Regions from separate parts of the Mus musculus genome. Here regions 1, 2 and 3 are each linked to region 4. A link is a contact called in public HiCAR-type and promoter capture Hi-C data. All regions are on one chromosome and are shown on one strand. The core of a region is the stretch at or near the end of the contact, and the rest is flanking DNA. Distances in the headings are between cores, read along the strand shown. Region 1 holds the start of Atxn7l2 (ataxin 7-like 2). Region 2 holds the start of Sort1 (sortilin 1). Region 3 holds the start of Psma5 (proteasome subunit alpha 5). Region 4 holds the start of Ahcyl1 (S-adenosylhomocysteine hydrolase-like 1).

The links. Promoter capture Hi-C pulls out the DNA fragments that hold promoters and counts their contacts. HiCAR-type assays count read pairs that join an accessible place to other places.
Region 1: a promoter capture Hi-C map of pre-B cells shows a contact between it and region 4, with 4 times the contacts expected there. The contact joins the promoter of Atxn7l2 here to the promoter of Ahcyl1 in region 4. A contact is called at or near these places in 14 of 39 promoter capture datasets (the C10 cell line, the HPC-7 cell line, cranial neural crest and 8 more), 1 of 15 datasets of contacts at CTCF or cohesin (the NIH/3T3 cell line), 9 of 484 Hi-C or Micro-C datasets (CD4 T cells, CD8 T cells, cortical neurons and 5 more), 10 of 115 datasets of contacts at active chromatin or transcription factors (astrocytes, bone marrow-derived macrophages, cardiomyocytes and 7 more) and 2 of 9 other capture datasets (adipose tissue and liver).
Region 2: a contact with region 4 is called in a HiCAR-type map of astrocytes, with 2.0 times the contacts expected there. The contact joins the promoter of Sort1 here to the promoter of Ahcyl1 in region 4. A contact is called at or near these places in 1 of 39 promoter capture datasets (pre-B cells) and 1 of 115 datasets of contacts at active chromatin or transcription factors (astrocytes).
Region 3: a contact with region 4 is called in a promoter capture Hi-C map of pre-B cells, with 2.7 times the contacts expected there. The contact joins the promoter of Psma5 here to the promoter of Ahcyl1 in region 4. A contact is called at or near these places in 4 of 39 promoter capture datasets (the C10 cell line, cranial neural crest and pre-B cells), 5 of 484 Hi-C or Micro-C datasets (CD4 T cells, CD8 T cells, Th1 cells and 2 more), 3 of 115 datasets of contacts at active chromatin or transcription factors (effector CD8 T cells, memory CD8 T cells and pancreatic cancer cells) and 1 of 9 other capture datasets (adipose tissue).

What each region holds. Positions count from the first base shown.
Region 1 is chr3:108,208,244-108,212,358 of GRCm38.p6, forward strand. It overlaps Atxn7l2 (ataxin 7-like 2), which reads right to left and starts at 2,284. Exons shown (of 11, transcript NM_001289545.1): 1 at 2,102-2,284; 2 at 197-262. The coding sequence starts at 2,228. It overlaps Sypl2 (synaptophysin-like 2), which reads right to left. Exons shown (of 6, transcript NM_008596.1): 6 at 4,023-4,115.
Region 2 is chr3:108,281,582-108,286,280 of GRCm38.p6, forward strand. Sort1 (sortilin 1) reads left to right here and starts at 2,483. Exons shown (of 20, transcript NM_019972.3): 1 at 2,483-2,859. The coding sequence starts at 2,560.
Region 3 is chr3:108,254,841-108,259,503 of GRCm38.p6, forward strand. It overlaps Psma5 (proteasome subunit alpha 5), which reads left to right and starts at 2,086. Exons shown (of 9, transcript NM_011967.3): 1 at 2,086-2,465. The coding sequence starts at 2,437.
Region 4 is chr3:107,694,239-107,698,369 of GRCm38.p6, forward strand. It overlaps Ahcyl1 (S-adenosylhomocysteine hydrolase-like 1), which reads right to left and starts at 2,322. Exons shown (of 17, transcript NM_145542.4): 1 at 1,920-2,322. The coding sequence starts at 2,039. It overlaps Gm40121 (a long non-coding RNA gene), which reads left to right and starts at 1,987. Exons shown (of 3, transcript XR_003954675.1): 1 at 1,987-2,491.

The DNA.
Region 1 (4,115 bases), core at 1,034-3,533, 510 kb after region 4:
ATGTGGGCACCAACCACACGTGATTAGGATCACCACCAGCAGGTCCCAGGGGCCAGGACAACTGACTGACTCAGACTTATCAAAAGGAGGTTTCTTCCCCCAGCAGTCCCGCTGCTGCTTCAAGCTCCTTCCTCCAGTGGGAGAGGGAAAGCTTGGTCCACGTTCCCGACACCCAGCCTCTGTGCAGGACTCCCACCTTCTTTAATGAGGGTCATGGCGTCAAGTTTCTTCGTGTTTTTGCTGTTCTCCTCTAGTTCAGCCCCTGGAGGAGAAGCACAGTTGAGGATGCCCACCCGAGTCCCAGAACCCAGCAGGGCCTGCAGCCCAATGGTATGAAGCCCACATTCCCAGACAAGCACTCAGAATTCCTGAAGACACTTTCCACGGGTCACTCACAAATGCCTATGATGACCCCATTAAGGATCACAGTGACCCTTCACTCCCGGGTACAGTACAGAGTTAGTTCCACGGCTGACTAGATGGGCCACTATGGGTAAATGTCTCTTTTCTGGGCCTTGCTTCCCCCATTTAAAAGGGAAATGGTTCTAAAATTTTTCTACAGGTCCCTTTTGAGACTGCTCGCATGGGTCCTTTCTTCTACTCTGTGGCATCCCAGACAAATGCCCTCCCAGATCCCCACCCCCATAAACTCATTTTGCTCCACCCAAGTTACCATAGTATCATCAAAGTTACACTCAGCTTCTCAGGTCCTGCACTGATAGGATGGCCATAGAGTAGAAAAACTGTTGTCTTTGGACCCTTTGGCATCTTCAAAGTCTCCTTGATCAGCTACGCAAGCCCCTCCCCTTCTTAGGGGGGCTTTGTCCAGGGGTTGCCCTTGTACCTCAGTTTCTGGGTTAATGACAAAAACATCTTAGCTGTGCAAAGCAGCTCTTTCCCCATCCCCCTACCTCACTCCTCGCCCCCCTCCTCTAAGCCCCCTCCCTGTCCCTTGGGGTGGGGGTGGGGGGATCAATTCTGAGTCACCAAATCTGAGTCCATTTCCAGTTCTCAGTGCACCTAGACCCAGCGAGGGCCCCATCTTAGCCCACTCAGCATGGGGGCAGTCCAAGGGTGGCCTGTATGCCCATCTAGGATGACTCTCTAATGCTCACTAACAGAGTGGCCCCTTTCTAGGATGAGAAGATTATTGGCAATCATAATACCCAGATGTAAGTGGTAGTGGGTTAGGCATGCAAAAGATAAGGGGCAGCTCCCACTCTTTTAAGTCCCTTAAATTCAAGTGTGGGGAATGACAGAACAGAGCTGTAAGTCAGAGGTCTCAAAAGAGAACAAGTGGCATTAGAGACCGCTCCATGAGATCTCCTCCTCCACCTCTTCTCACTTGCAAACTTCTTCAGGGGTGTGATGCTTGTTGTCACCCCGAAAGGCCACGAGGCCAGGTGCTCCCTGGGGCCCAGGAGACAAAGATCAGAAGGGGCTGCAGGCCTGCTCACCAAAGACACTCAAGGGCCTACAGAAAATAGGGGTCAAGGAAGAGAGCCAAGGGGCAGGACAAGAGGCCCAGGAAAGGATGGAGGCTTGGAGTCATGTATGGATGGACTGATAGAGGGAGGTCGGGAGGATGGATGGATGGATGGATGGAGGATGGATGAACTAAAGCAGAGGGGGCGGGGGTTCGGGAAAACTGAGCAGACAGGGAGACGTTGAAAGAAGCTAAGGTGCGGGGCAAAAGGCGAAGAATCAAGTGGGTGGGGAGGGGGGCACAGAAGTGGGGTGCGTGGGAAACACGTGGAGAGGACTGTTGCAGATGGGTAGAGCCGGAGCAGGTGCAGAACCGAAAAAAGCTGGAGGACGGCTCACGAGAAGAAAGATAAAGGCAAGTAAAGTGGGGGGCAGGTACTGTACACCCGCAGAGACAGAGGTGGGCAGGGTGGGCTGCGAGCGATACGCCGGCGCTAGGACCCGGAGGCGCGAAGGTGTCTGAGCAGGCGGGCACTAGGACCCGGCGGGTCCTTTGTTTGGGGGGCCGGGGAGCCGGACGGCGGCTCTAGTCGGCGGCTCCCCTCAGCTGGAGGGGGCCCTGGGGGGGAGGGGAGATAGTGATGGGGTCCCCGGATTCTAATGTGTCTGTACTCACCGTCTGCCGCAGGCAGGTCGGCCCGCTCCACCCACGAGCTCCAGCTCTGTCCCGCGAAGTCATCGAGACTCGGCACTCGCCGCTCCAGAGCGGCCATTGCTGCCACCGCGCGTTCACGCACCGCCATCACCGCCGCGGACGCGCGCCCGCCCTGGCGCCGCCGCCGCGCGGCCCCCTCCCCCCACCCTCCGACCGGGGGCACGCCTCCCTCTCCCCCTACCTTGCCAGTTCACTCTCTGCGCAAGCGCAGCTCGTGCCTCCTGCCACTACCTCACTCTCAACACAGCTTTCTGGGAAGTGTAGTTGCGGAGGGGTGGCGATGCTTACGGAGCTAGCCGAGGGATCCCTTCCGAAATGCACAATCGCACGCGGGGAAGGAGAGATCAAAGCCTCGGGATATCCTCTTTCAACCCCTCCGTACACGTCCTTTGTGCCACTAGTTCACTCTCCCAAACTTACTGCGCATACCCGAGCCCCAAACCTCTTTCTGCCCAAGATACTCTTCTAAAGCCGTGCATCCGCCAGCTGGCTGGCGCCCCTTCCTGGGCTGGCGGCCACGAAGCGCCTCTGCACCCCTGTAGATCGAATAGGGTAGGTGCAAGGAGGTGGGCGCAGTGAATCAGAAGGGCAAGGGGAGGGAGTGTGCAGGACGTGCTGAAGGACACAGGGCTTGGGGTGGGGGAGGGCCACAGCTCCTGTGCTGTTCCTCTATGGGAAACGCACGCTGCCTTGATGCAGAACGGAGGTTTGGAGTACTGTGTCTTAGGTTTGGGAGGACCTGGCTGAGCTTGCTAAGATCACCTGTCAGTATGACAGAAGGCTATCGCCGATCCAGAACCAGCCCCAGAACTAGGGTAGCCCCAAGGCTGCTGGTGTTTGCAGTGTCTCTGCTGATCGTCTCTCTCCTCCTGGGAACTACAATCGATAACCTGCACCGCCTCTTCCCAAATCCTGGCTGGACCCTGACTCCATTCATCATTTTGGCTTCTTTTTCTAGTGAATCTTTTCACCGCTGGAAAAGCTGCTATTGAAGCCTTGGCATAGGGAGGTTTCTCATATCTATCTTTTCTTTTCTTTCTTTCTTTCTTTCTTTCTTTCTTTCTTTCTTTCTTTCTTTCTTTTTTTCTGCTAAGGTCCAGAAAGTACCTTAATCACCCACCTTCTCAGCTGATAATATTTCTTCCCACCCTCACAGAAGAGACAAAAATCTACCTTCATCTCCGTCCCCATTCTCATTGGAAATTAAATATTAATCCTCTTTTTCTTTGACTACCTCACCCATCACGCCATATTGCATCCCTTTGCCTAAAATGAAGCCAAGTTTGGGAGCAATTAAGTCAAGGTCTGTGACTTTCTGCCTCCCATATAAGAGCAGTTTAACTACATAAAGAATAACATCTGAGGGCAGAAGTTCTAAACCTAAGACCCACCCAGAGGTGGTCCCTAAGAGGCCCAGAAACCTGATGAGACTAAATGTAAAACTGTGCCCAAGTACATTTTTCTAGAGAATGTAAATGTGACATGTGACTGTCTGAGGAGATGGATAGGTGTGAGTTTGTGCAGCGTGAACACTACAGTGAGAAGAGGGAAGCATATGGCCCTCGATTTGTCCTTTGGGTCACAGATGGTAGGAGAGCAAACGGAGGCAGCATTGTGGAAGCCACTGTCTTTTGCCTTTTGAGTTTGGTCCAAGTTTGCTAATGAGTCTTGGTTTCTTTGGAGTAATTGGGTGCCGCCAAAAGAGTCGATGTCACTAGACTGGGGCTTGCCAGAAGCAATTGCCTAGCCAGCAGACTCTGTTGCCTGGGGTTCAGAGTTGCAAGGAGAGGAGTGTCTTGGTAGAAATGCTGAAATTTGTCCAAGAACATAGAGCGAGGGAAAAGGAGAAGGGGAAAAAAATCCCCAGAAGTCCTCTGGTCTTGGCTTCTTCTTGGCAAATGTTCGCAGCACTGTTTATTCAAATGTGTAGTAACAAGCACCACAGAACAACATGCAACATTCTCCCCACATCCTC
Region 2 (4,699 bases), core at 1,233-3,732, 590 kb after region 4:
TTCAGAGGTTCGAGCATGGCAGCATCCAGACAGGCATGGTGCAGGAGGCCTTTATCTGAAGGCCACTAGAGAAGACTGACTTCAAGGCAGCTAGGATGAGGTCTTAAAGCCTACACCCACAATGACACACTCCAAGGCCACATCTCCTAACAGTGCCACTCTCTGGCCCAAGCATATTCTAACCACCAGTCATTTAAGAATTTTATTGGGAAGCTGTCATAGCTGTGAAAGGTCATCTGTAGTCTCCCACAGTCTAAGAAAAGTACCTCTAGTGGGAAAAAGAGGCAATCATCTCTAATGTGTATGAGTGAGTGTGTGTGTGTGTGTGTGCGCGCGCGCACGCACATGTACCCAAGTATATATGAGGAGCCTGAGGAGGTCAGAAGAATGCATTGGATCCCCTGGAACTGGAGTTACAGGTGGTTGTGAGCTGCCACGTGGGTGCTGGGATCTAAACCCAGGTATCCTGTAAGCTCTTAACTGCTGAGCCGTTGCTCCAGGTCCAGTACTGCTTTTAACACTATAGATTAATGCAGATGTGGAAAAGAATACGTTGCTTTGAAGAGGTGTGTCACTCAAGAATATACAGAGAAAAAAGCGAAGGGAAAACATAGTGTAGCCCTCCAGCTTACAGTCCCTCCTATTGCTAAGGCAGGATGTCTGTATAACTGAGAACAGTAAGTATCATTATCTGCTATAATTACAATGTGAATAATTCAAAGAGATGGTTACTTTTCTTTAAATGTTGTGTTCAAGAAATGATCTTACATACAAAAAGGTATAGCTTTGTGATAATTACTTCATATTGATATTTTTGCTTGGGAGGCTGGTGAAGGAGGATCAAAGACTCTAAGCCACCCTGGGCTACAAAAAAAGACTCCCCAGTTCAACAAACTGACAAAATCTAAACGTTAATGGAACTAAATAGCTAAAAGATGTATCTGGTAGTTTCTCCAGCAGGTAGCACTGTTGAGTTAGCTTTCTTCTTTCCCCATAGTAAGACAATAGACCATTCATCTTTGTCACCCAAACAAAGAAATATTCCTTTGTAGCCCCCTTTTTCCCCTCCGTAACTGGTCACATGCTACTGTAACTGACTGCCTTGTGATCTAATCCATACTTGACACGAATTAAAAATAAGTTGTGCTTAAAAATAAATAATGTGGCGTTTATATTTCTGGAAAGAAAACACACTCATCAGTTTTTATCTTGTTCAGTGGCTCAGAAACTGGAGGGCTTTTCTGTTGATTTGCCATCCTGTTCCGCTTTCCAGAGCTTCACAGCTCCCTTCTTACTGTGGTTTTGGGGAGAGGAAAAACTCCCGAGTACGTAAATAGTTTTGTTTGTACTATTCCGTGTGCATACTCGGGTAGGCCTGCCGTTTGAGTTTACTGTTAAAGTTAAAAGTAACTTCCAATGGCTTCCACTCTGGTATAACATTTTGCATACTTTGTATCTTTTTATCTGGCTTCCTGAGTTCCGACTGAACAACTTGAAATGTTGGGAAGAGGTGGAGTGAAGTTAAGGATTTAGAACTGGTTTTACCAGCACTGCATGTTCTAAAAGTTGTGTGAGCAGCTTCTGCGGTGTAGGGAACAGTGGGGAGGTTATTTGCTGGAGGTGGGTATTCATTTAGGAGGCATCATATTCAGTGAGGGAATTGGTGTGATGCACTTACTGCAGGGCTAAGGGTGCTTTAGGTAACTAAAATCAGAATGTGACTGTACTAAAATGATAATATATAAAGTGGGCTTTAGGCAATTCTCTTCCCGTATACCTACACTTGGTGGCAAAGCTACCTACATTTCCAAGTCCGCAGAAGCCAAAAAGTACTTTCGCCTCTTGACTACCTCCCTGCAGATGAGGAAGGTGACTGAGGCCAAACATGTTGGAAAGACTTCTGCGGCTTCCATGAGACACGGGTGTAATGATGTTCATCTGCCCCATAGGATTTTCGCATTCACCTTCTTGGCTCCTTCAGCAGACAATGGGCGAGCCAGCGAGCCGGGGTTAAAATCCTAATGTACCAGTTTATGTCGGAGCCCCTTTTCCAACTGAGAGTAGTAGTTCAGGGATTCCCTGGCTTTCCCAGGCGCGGTTTCCACCGAAGGAAATTTTTAGGAGCGTTTGGAGGGGGGTTGGGAGGAGGGTGGAGAAGGCGGCAACGTGACCCAACCCTAACCCGAGGGTCTCCGGAAGCGCCGCCAACCTGCAGGCTGAGCGGGGAGGGGAGAGGGGTAACCCCTAGGCCAACTCCGGGAGCCCAGCCCGCAGACGCCGAGCGACGGTGGAGAATGACCTCAGCCGTCCCTGCCACGTTCCAGCCAATCAGTCCCGCATCTTGGCATCCGAATCCAGGACCCCCGAAGCCGGAGGCGACGCGAGCCAATGAGGAGTGGGCCGGGAAAGAAGGACAGGCGGCCAGCCTATTGGGGAGGAGAGGCCCGGCTGCGCGTATCCAAGCAGCGCGGGGCCGAGCTCGGGGGTGTGGCGCAGCGCCGGCGGGGGTGGGCGGGCGCGCCGGGTGGCAGGTGTCAGCGGCGTCTGCATTCGGCAGCGATGGAGCGGCCCCGGGGAGCTGCGGACGGCCTTTTGCGCTGGCCCCTCGGCCTCCTCCTGCTCCTTCAACTGCTGCCTCCTGCCGCCGTCGGCCAGGACCGGCTGGACGCGCCGCCGCCGCCCGCGCCTCCTCTGCTGCGCTGGGCCGGTCCGGTCGGGGTGAGCTGGGGGCTGCGCGCCGCCGCGCCCGGGGGCCCCGTCCCCCGCGCTGGCCGTTGGCGCCGCGGCGCGCCCGCCGAGGACCAAGACTGCGGCCGCCTCCCGGACTTCATCGCCAAGCTGACCAACAATACGCACCAGGTGAGCGCGCGAGGCCCGGGCGCCCGCCCCGGTTGGGTCGCCCCTCCGGGCCCGCGGCCCCAGGCGGCCGCTCCGCTCCCATTGCACGCTTCGAGGCTAGCGCGAGACCCCGGTTGCGGAGGGCGGCGAGGCGCGGGGGCGGCGGGGGCCGGGGTGGCTGCGGCCCGTGGGGCTGTGTGTCGTCATAGCCGAGGCAATCCGAGACTTTGACTCGCTGCATTCTTTGCTTCTGCTTCTTAAGTTGTCAGAATCTCCCGGTCATCCCCCCCCCCCCCCAACCCCCACCCCGAATATAGAACGCCGGGTCCACCAACGCTGGTACCTACCAGGAAGCTGGAGGCATAATTACCCCTTGAGTGATCGCAGAAGTTGGACAGCCCAGAAGCAGAGGTGTGCCCTCCCTGGGTCGGTACTTTTGAGGTTGACGTCCAGAAATCCCACAGCAGTTGTTAGGTCATGGCTTGTGTTTCCATAGTTAAAGGAACACTCATGGAAATGAAAATGACATTGAAACCCAACCGTGAAATGATATCTCCCCTGCTCCCTAAAATTAAAAACAAAAACAAGCAAACAAAAAACTGATTCAAGATGTTTCCTCAGGATGCAGGCTCAGAACCCTCTAACCTGACCCAAAACGACCTTGAGAGGTATTCCGAACCAAATTCCTGTGTGCAGAACCCAGAGAACAGAAAACGGCCTCTAGGACCTAGATTAGAAGCAATTGCAGAACAGCTCGGATCATCCAGAAGTTCCATTAAATGGCTTTACAGAGTGGCCAACTGTCCCAAACAAGAGTCTGGTTTGTAACCAGTCAGCCCCCTCTTTCTGCATACTACAGGATCTTTAAATCCCTTTGCTCCAGACCCATTCTGGAGATTGGCTCCAGTGTGCTTTGTTTCCTTGTAAGTTGACCTATTAGGAGACTCTTTTTGCACAAGAACTGGTATTGGCTTCTGTGTGTGACCCGCAGCCAGCTGAGATCCTGTCATCTGTCTCATTCCTTCAAAATTGACTTATAACCTTGTGTTGAACCCTTACTGGGACACCTCTATCCTGTCCTAATTTCTAATAACTATGAAACATTCTGCAGATAGTCACTTTAAGCCTGCTCTTGTCAAGACTTTCAAAGATTTGGTGCTTCTGTTTTGGGCACAAGAGTCTGAACCTTGACACACTGCTGCATTGAGAAATTGTTAGGAAAGTCTTGGTTTCAGCAACTAGGACATCTTCCTCCTCCTCCTCTTTTTTTTTTTTTCCTAAAATTAACAATTGTTGCAACCCATGTATGAGAAAGGCATTTTCAGTTCAGTGTATTTTCTGTGTTATGTCTTTCCTTTTTTTCCAAAGAAAGACTGTTCATGAAGGTGGCCGTGGGTGGCTGGAGTTCTGTACCCGTTCTTTGTTTACATTCCATTTCAGTATCCCCCCAAATCTCAGTGTCCCCTTGGGGTTTCTTTTGAGATCCATACTTGTTAGTTGTGACCTAATTCTCCGATCAGAGAGAATGGAATGAGTACTGGAAAGTCTTCCTATTTAATGAAAAAGTAAAATAAGCTTGTGTAGACCTCTCTCTCTCTCTCTCTCTCTCTCTCTCTCTGTAGGGTGTTGAGAAAGAATTTACCTTTACCACTGATACTTCATGCCCATTATCCCTGGCCCACAGCTCTCTGCACCAGCAAGCCCCGACATTCTTCAATTCTTCTCTTGCTGGATGACCCATCTTCAAATCCGCAACAGTTCCCGGTTGAATGTCACTTAGAGTATACCAGTTCCAAAGAAACCTGATTCTCCTTTGAAGTTCGTACGCAGGGGGCTTTCTCGAGTTCATTTAACTTAGTTA
Region 3 (4,663 bases), core at 836-3,335, 560 kb after region 4:
ACATTCAGACCTGGAGACCCATGGTTCAGGACCCAGGATCCAGACTTGACCCTCGGCTTTTCTGTTACTCATCAATGAGAACCTTTCCCATTCCATCTACCTTCTTCTGGCTCCTTCATTACTTTCCTGGGAAGGACATCTGGCTCAACTGTCCACGAGGGAGTCATTTATTGAATTATAGGCAAGACATTCTGTGATGTGCTACAGTAGAAAAACGATGTGACTATGTGTGTGAGAGCACATACAGCTTCTGTGACATCCCTGTCCTCCTCGATTACCTCCCACTTTATTTTTTTGATATACAGTCTCTCACTGAACTCAGAGGTTGAAAGAAAATAAGCTTTCCTTTTTTTTTTTTTAACCCACAATCAGCTAGAGTTACATTTGGTGTTGCCTACCTATAACCCCAGAATTTGGGAGGCTGAGACAGGAAAATGGCCTGGAGTTCTAGGACAACCTAAGCTACATGGTTTCAAGGCGGAGTAGGCTAAAAGTAAGTACTTTCACTAAAAGCAAAACAGAGAACTAGCTTTCCCTTTCAGACAAATATGGCTCATTACACGGCCTCTCCCTCCCTCCTATTCCTTCTCCTTCATGAAGGTATAATTGACAAACAGTAGTTGCTTACATTTACATTATAAAAAATGATGTTTAAAAATATTACTTTTGAGACAGGGTCTCTCTACATAGCCCTGGCTAGCCTGGAACTCACTTGGTATACCAGGCTGGTCTTGAACTTAGAGATTCCCTGCCTCCTGAGTGCTGGGATTAAAGGAACTATCACACCCAACCCAGAATGGTATTTTTAAAAAGACTTTTCAATGTGTGTGTGTGTGTGTGTGTGTGTTTGTGTGTGTGTGTTATGTGTGACACATATATAGGGGCCAGCAGAGAGCAGAAAAAGGCAGTGGATCCCCTAGAGCTAGAATAAAGGGTAGTTATGTGCAGCCTGACTAGGACGCTGAGAACCAAATGTGGGCATCTAGAAGGGAATCAGGTGCTAAGCTATCTCTCCAGCCACCAGAATTATGTTTTGATATAGGTATATATCACGATTAAGTTAACTTTCACTAACATTTGCCTTTTTTGGTAGTGATTAAAATCTACCTTCTTAGAAAAATTTCAAGTGTAAGATATTAACTCTAGTCATCCTGGTGTATCATATATCTCCATTAGGTATTAATCTTACCTGAAACTTTGTACTCTGACCACCTCACACCCCACCCCCGCCAAGCCTGGGCAGAGGTTCATGCATGCTATGAAAGTACTCTGTCACCGAGTTACATTCCTAGAGAGTCAGGACTTCTTCTTTTTTTTTTTGTTTTTTTTGTTTGTTTTTAAAGATTTATTTATTTATTTTATGTAAGTACATCGTAGCTGTCTTCAGACACACCAGAAGAGGAAGTCAGATCTCATTCAGGATGGTTGTGAGCCACCATGTGGTTGCTGGGATTTGAACTCAGGACCTTCTGAAGAACAGCCAGTGCTCTTAACCCCTGAGCCATCTCTCCAGCCCGAGTCAGGACTTCTTAACCACCTAACTTTCTTTGATAAATGATTCATTTACAATGTTTCTTAAAAAAAAAAAAAGCTCAAGTTGCTCTTCTACCCTTAGGAAGAGAAAACAAGAAGCACATACACAAATTAAGGTCCTTAAAAGCAGTGACTAATCTGAAGCTCCGATACTGAACTCCAGGTCTGGGTCTGAAACTTGGATAGTTAGGGTGGTGGTGGTGATGTGTACGAATCCAGGAAAGACTTGATAAAATAATCGTACCTATGCAAGAAATTGAAAAACGTTCTTGCTGATTAGAACCTATCAACTTTTAAAACTTTTTTTTTCAACAAGCCCGGCTGGCAGAACTGCCGGGCACGCTGGTAGAGGCGCACACATTTCTCTACCCAAGTCAAAAAGTCCTCAGCAAACCTAGTTCCGGCTGCCACCGAGCCGGGAAGACAGCGAAGAGCTGGGCAGGCGAGCGCGAAGTAAGAGACCGGTGTCCCCCGGCTGCATTTACGCGAGCTGGCGAGACTTACGTCACGATTCCGACAACCCAGTCATCAGGCCAAGTCTTGCAGCCATCCAAAGCGCGGCGTGCTCACTCCTCGACGACGAGGTTCACTCTCACCGGTTGCCTCGAGTCCCAGCGCCCGTAGCAACCAAGGGTGACGGAAAGCGGAAGTGCTCTCTAGTTCCGCCTCCCTGTTAACCCAGGTCCGGTGAAGAAGCTTGTCAAGTCCAATCATCGCGGCGAGAATATCAATCAGCCAATAAAAGGGAAGCACGGGAGGGCGGGCTAAAAAGGTCGCGTGCGCACGCGCAGACGGCTGCAGGGTCCTTGGTGCTGTGGCGGTGTGGTTGATTAGGGTGCTGCTTTCAATCGTGTGGCCTTTGGGAACCCCGCGTAGCCACTGCCGCCTCCTTCTGTCCTCGCCATGTTCCTCACTCGGTCCGAGTACGACAGGTTCGTACGGCGGGAAGCAGCAGGGTCGAAATTTGGGTGGGCGGGCCTGGGGCCCGCGCCGCGGCCTGGGTTCTGCAGTGTCATGGGGCGCCCGGAGAACCTAAGTCTGGCGGGACCCGGGGAATCTGGTTCCCGAGGCGCCCGGCGAGATTCCCCAAGCTACACTGCAGCGGACCCGTTGCACTTGTCCCGCTGAGTCACCGCTAATCCTGACTCCCCGCGGAAGCGAGAGGCTGGGGCTGCTTGGGGCAGGCGGCGGAGAGGGATCGGGACCTTTAACCTGGAGTAGATTAGGGGGACACCAGCCTTGCGTCCGTCTTTTCAACCTAAGTCTGACTGCTTAGGAAAAAGAAAAGTGAAAGGAGTTTCCTTGAATAGAAGCTACCAGAGACTATTGGATGAGTTTGTAGGAATCCGTCCTGTGCTGTACATTTTAATCTTTTTTGAAGAGCGAAGGCAGTTTTCAGCTATGCTCGGATAAATATATTGCCTACAATCTGGTTTTGTGGGAACTTGAATGTACAGTGGTTCTCAGAAGAGTTTTAATACACTGATTCCATTTGACCAAAGTGTGTGTATGTGAGAGGAGGTTTGAAAGCAAGTTAATTTTAGTGTTGTGTTGAAAGCTAAATGTTTTGTAAAGTCAAAGCTGTGTGGTTGTGTTTATTAAAAGAGCAGACAACCTAAAAACTTTCAAGTCTCGAAAATGCTAACTAATACTGTCATAAATGCTGTAGATACTGTAACTTTCAGTTTCTGTTTTGAGCAGTTTTGCAAACCACTGGGTTCCTTTAAAAGTTAGGGAAAGCAGACATTTTCTTAGTTCCAGGTTACCACTGAGAAATTACTTTTCTTGGCAAGTATGTATTGAGCCTGTCAAAATATATATATGTCATTCCAGGTGCCACAATTTTGACAGGCTCAATACATACTTATATATACACATATATACATACATATTAATCTCCATCCTTTTGCTGACTCAGAAAATATCGGTGAAGTTTTAAAACTATTTCCTGTTGTCAAGTAAAATGGTCGTTAACACTTGGCTTCCAGAGTATTGAAGAGAGTCATCTTTAGGTGATAAAATGTTAAGAAAATTGTGATCCTCATCTGAAAGGCTTTACTGAGCTTTGCCCATTTATTTATATGAACTAGTTGCTTTGTGGATTTTTTTCTTTTGTATTTGCTAAGACTAAATAAAGCCCAGGCCTCTATTTAGCTAATGTTCTTGAGCGTTGGCTGTGTTCAAGAAGCACTGTTTAGGGAGCTGGTTTTACAGCAGTGAGCAGAATCAAGATCTCTACCCTCCTGTTTGCAACAGTAACTGTAATGTGAGACAGAAATGTATTGATGTTACTAGAGGAATCTAAGGCAGCACTGGACGTTCTGATGAGAGGCTGCATTCATTGTTGGAGGTTGGGGAAAGCTTCACAAAGAAGCTGATAATTCAGATAGGTCCAGGGAAAGTAGGATTTCTAGTAAACCAAGACCATGAGAACGAACAGATAATAAAGGATGAACAAGGGGGACCAGTGAGGAAAAGGCATAACACATTTGGAAAAGTCCAGGCTGGTTACCACATATGTATGATGCATGTTATGGGACAAGTAGGTGCTATGGAAAAAACAGGATGGTGCCAGATACTGATGGTTCAATAGACTTAGAATTTGGACCTCACTCTGTAGGCACTGTGTGCTATCAGTTGGGGGTGTCCATGTACCATATACATGCCTGGTGTCCTTTGAGGCCAGAGGGTGTTGGATCGCCTAGAGCTGGAGTGACGGGTGGGTTTTAGCCAAGATGTCAGTGCTGGGAGTCAGAGCAGCAGCTTCCTCTGGAAGAGCCCCTAGTGCTCCTAACTGCTGACCCAGCTCTCTCTCTCTCTCTCTCTCTTTTTTGGGGGGGGGGGTCTTTTTTGGTTTTTGTTTTAAAAGACAAGGTTTCATCTATAGCCCAGGGTGACCTAGAGCCACGAGGCCTGGAGTTTGGGACGATCTTTTCTGCCTGAGTGTTGTGAGTTCTGGAGTTACACTCATGAGCTGTGTCAGTCTCTCATATTTTCTTTAAAGAGTTGCCTCATCACAGTTGTTTTTATAAAGATTAATTGATTGGAAGAACGAGTTGGCACCAGTCAGGAGGCTTTTACAATAGTTAGGTAAAGGGTAACAAGGACATAGGGATGGAAGTGATGTTAC
Region 4 (4,131 bases), core at 1,072-3,571:
AGAACAAGATGAATAACATGAGGACACATACATTAGCAAATGGAAATTTACAACAGGGTCTTCCCACACGCCTGGCAGGACTTGCTTATTTTAGTTAATGGAATATGAGTCTCTAAAGTCATTAGCACTTGGCTTCACAATAATACTCATTTGTGATATTCCTTTCAGACAGAGGAAAAGGGATATTTACTGCTGTTGGCATTCAGCATCTCAGTTACTGGTTAGCCAGATTGCCAATTAATAATTGAGTACTACATTCAAGGGACAAAACTAGGCTCCATAACTAGGCTCCATAGATACAATGGTAACCAAGAGTCCTGGCCTCCAGGAGTTTACAATGTATAATACAGATTTTGGCTTATCAATATTGACTTGCAAGAATATAGTTACACTGAAAGAAAAAAATAAGGAACAATAAAAATGACTAAGACTCTCTGGAGTACCTAGACAAAAGAAGGTGGGCTTATGACAAGAGATAAGAGTCAGGGGGTTAGTCTATCAGTGTTTCCAATTCTCCACTTAACTCATCTGAGGTACTGCACGTATGCATTTTGCTTGTAAGAACTCTAACTTTGTATTCAAATAGTGCAGATTGCAAAAGGTCACTTCTCTAACAAAGCAGTTGGGGAATGAGAGCACTAAAAATGAGGTCAACTGGATCCCTTAGGATGGAGGGACCTTCTATAAACCTTTCAAAGGTGTTATTGGTGACATTCTCAATTTTGTGAGAAAACAGAGCTAAAGCACACAGCAATGACTTTTTTTTTTTTCCCCAAGACCAGTCAATTAGTTTCCTGGAGGAAAATAAATAAAGCCCTCTCAGGCACTGAGAGCAGCTTAACTAGTTCCAGTACAGGAGCCTTGGGGATTAACTGCTCTGCAAACCTTGCTCAGCTGAATCTATATCATCCTTGAACCCTACAAATACTGTAGGCAGGATTGATTGTGAAGAGACTTTATACAAGAGGAAACTATTTCAGAAAGGTCACCTCCTTGTTCCACTGCTAATTGGGTACCAGGTTAGAGGAAGGGTCAGCAAAGGTTCGACAGAAAGCACTGGAGACCCCGACCCTACCACTGAGAGAGCTAGTTAGACTCAGCCCTCCATAGATCACCTTTTCCAAGAGCCATAGAAGGATGTCCTTTGAGCTCAACCCCCAGCACAATAGGCTGAACTTGTAAGTGCAGTAAAGAATGAGCAATCATTTCTTCCCACCCACCTCCCCAACCCACCCAAGCTCCTTTCTGGAGGGATGTCTAAGTGATCTATTCACATGACTGCGATCAACCTGCATCCATGACAGTGTCTACTGTCACCAACCTCTAAATTTTCCTTTCTCACATACTTCCTAGCAGGTGGAAGACTGCACGGCGATTACCATTTTGCCTTTCCATCTCTTGTTGCTTTTAGAACCGTCAGCTGCATAAACCAGTTCATACGATTCTTTCCTCTTGCCTCTAAGCGATCACGCAGTTGTTGGTCGAACGGCCAATTCTCCCCCAAGAAGATGCTTTGAAAAAGAGCTGCCTGATTTCCCCCACTCACCTGAGGGGAAATTTCCTGCACAACCTCATCCCCTGGACAGGTCACAGGGGTCAGCTGAGTCGCTCACCCCCTCCCAATCTCGTCTTCAAGGCCCTCCATCCAGGAAAAGTCAGTCGCGAATTTAAGGCCTGGCCCTGTCGGGCTTCAGTAAGATCCAGGAGGACTCCGGCCGAGGGACAAAGAAAAGCGAGGTCAGAGCGGCCTCTTTGGCTCCAGCTAGGCCCATCGCCGCTCACCGGCCACCCACTACATCGTGTCAATGGTCCTGAGCACCCCAAACCCTAGCCCTAAGTCCCGAACTACCCGAGTCCGGGCCCGGGGCTTGCTCGCGCCCCTTCCTCGAGGGCCCTCGCCGCCACCCAGAGCCCCGCACCTTCTTGGGAGCCTTGGTGACCGTGGCCATGAAGGAGTACTTCTCGGCGTCCTCGATCTCCTTGGCCTGTTTCAGCTCCTCCCCGACACCGGGCAGCGGCATCGCGTCAGGCATCGACATCCCCCGGCCGGCCCGGCCCGCGGCTAACCCGCCGCCCCCGCCTCTTTCCCTCACGGGCGCCCGCCCGTCCGCGCGGCGCCCTCGGCCACGCGCTCGCCCGCCTTCCCGCCAGGCCCCGCGCCGAGCTGCTTGGGCTTCCGAAGGGCTGGGACCCGCGCGCGCGCGCCTCGTCGGCTCCGAGACCGGAGCCTGCCGGACAGCGACGGCGGCCACAGAACCAGAAGCAACAGCACGCAGCTCCGACCTGCCCGCGCAGCCACCTCCGCCACACGCAAGCACGCACGCAAAGTAAGGGTAGAGGGCGGAGACGCCACGTCAAGTACTGGCAGCCCCAAGGAGAGGGGGGCGGAAAGAGGCGGGGACAAATGGCGCGCTCTGGTGACGTCAACATGCTGGGCCGGGCCGCAGGAATCGCCCCTCCTTTCCTGCGCCTCGGTGATGAACGTCCCAGGGTGAGTAGTTGAACCTTGTCTGCCGCCAGGTGGTGCCATCAGCCCTATTGAGCCGAGTGTGACTCCTATAAAGATGCCACAAGACTAAGGGTCTTTGGACTACCAACTCCCCAGGAAACCTCAGCATGGGGAGGTGGCAGAGCATCGGGGATCGGGAAGATGGCATATCAAGAGCGATGCTTGGGAGCATAAACCAGAGTCCCACCGGACACATTTTACCCGGCCCTTTTTGGGAAAATTCAGTGTTAGAGACAGCCTACTCCCGGCCCACACCCTGGGCCCTTTGGGCCAGAAGTCCATTTCCAGGGGACAGTGTTTGCTTTTTTACTTCACAGGGGTGCAGAACAAGCTGAGAGCAGTCTGGTTTCTACACAACCCTTTATGACCTCCATCACCATCTCCTCCTGGGCCTTGTCTGTTTACAAGACCTTCAGGCTGCAGTGCTGATGTGAAGAGGTCATTAAGATAAGGTTGATGGGTTGGTCAGAGGGCAGAGAACAGGGCAGATTGAGAAAAAGTCCCAGCCAAATGGGTTCTCCTGCTCCATGCTCTCTAGGCAGTAGGCTCTCCCTGCCAGCTCCACTCTCAGTGAGTGTAGTGCAGAACGTTCAGTTTGGACTCGCACAGTTTCTGGATTCTACTGTGTACAGCCCCCGTATAAAGGCCCTGGGATGGTAGAGGTGCATGTGGCATATTTATGTTTTCCAAGAACCCATCCATTTGGGAAGGGAAAGCCTATTCGTAAGCTGGGGTCAACTGCGGTATCTTATCCTTTGAGAGTCATTCAAATGACATTGGCTCCAATTCCTATGTCCTGTGGAAAGTACAATGTTGTCCCCAGGATTTCTGTGAATTACTGAGGGGACTTAGGTTTTCATGGTCATCTCTGGCTCTAGTTTGCTGCCTCATCTGAAACATTACTCACTATTCCAGTCTTACAACTGTTTCTTTAGCTCTTGTAGTCACATCAGCCCCTTTCTCTTTCCAACTCTTACTCCTAAACCACAAAAAATGAGGCTATAACATGTAGCAGAACTTTTAATGAAGGTTTGTTGGTCAAAGGGGAGAGGTTACATCACATAGCAAACAGTCTACAATTACATTTCTGAAATGTTCCAAAAAGAGATTTCAGCCATCTATCTCACCATTGGGATTTCTCAATGACCACAATCTCCCTCAAAGCTCTCTAGTATACTCCGCATCTAGCTGTTTCCTGTGGCTCCTTTTTCATTCCTTTGCTTCACTCTTCTCTCTTGGGTGGACTCTGAGAAGCCAGATTCTTCCCCACTATGCTGAGAATAAGTCCTCCTGAGAGCCTTTCCACTAAATCCTCTCTAAGCTCATTCTTTTATATCCAGCACCTCACTGGGTTCTGGGTTGTTTGTGAGAGGGTCTCACTATGTAACCCAGGCTGGCTTTGATCTCTTATCCTGTGCCACCATTCCTGACCTTACCAGGTTTTAAAGACTCAACTTTATCAAGAAAAAAGGTGGTCTTAAAAGACACCAGCCCTACCCCAATACTGATTTGTGCTCAAGGTTGGGGAAGGTGTGAAATAGTTATTTCTGGACCCACTGAATTCTTCCTATAAGAAGCCTGTGGATGTTTGAAGAGGGCTGTTGAAGTACCTAGAAGGATTG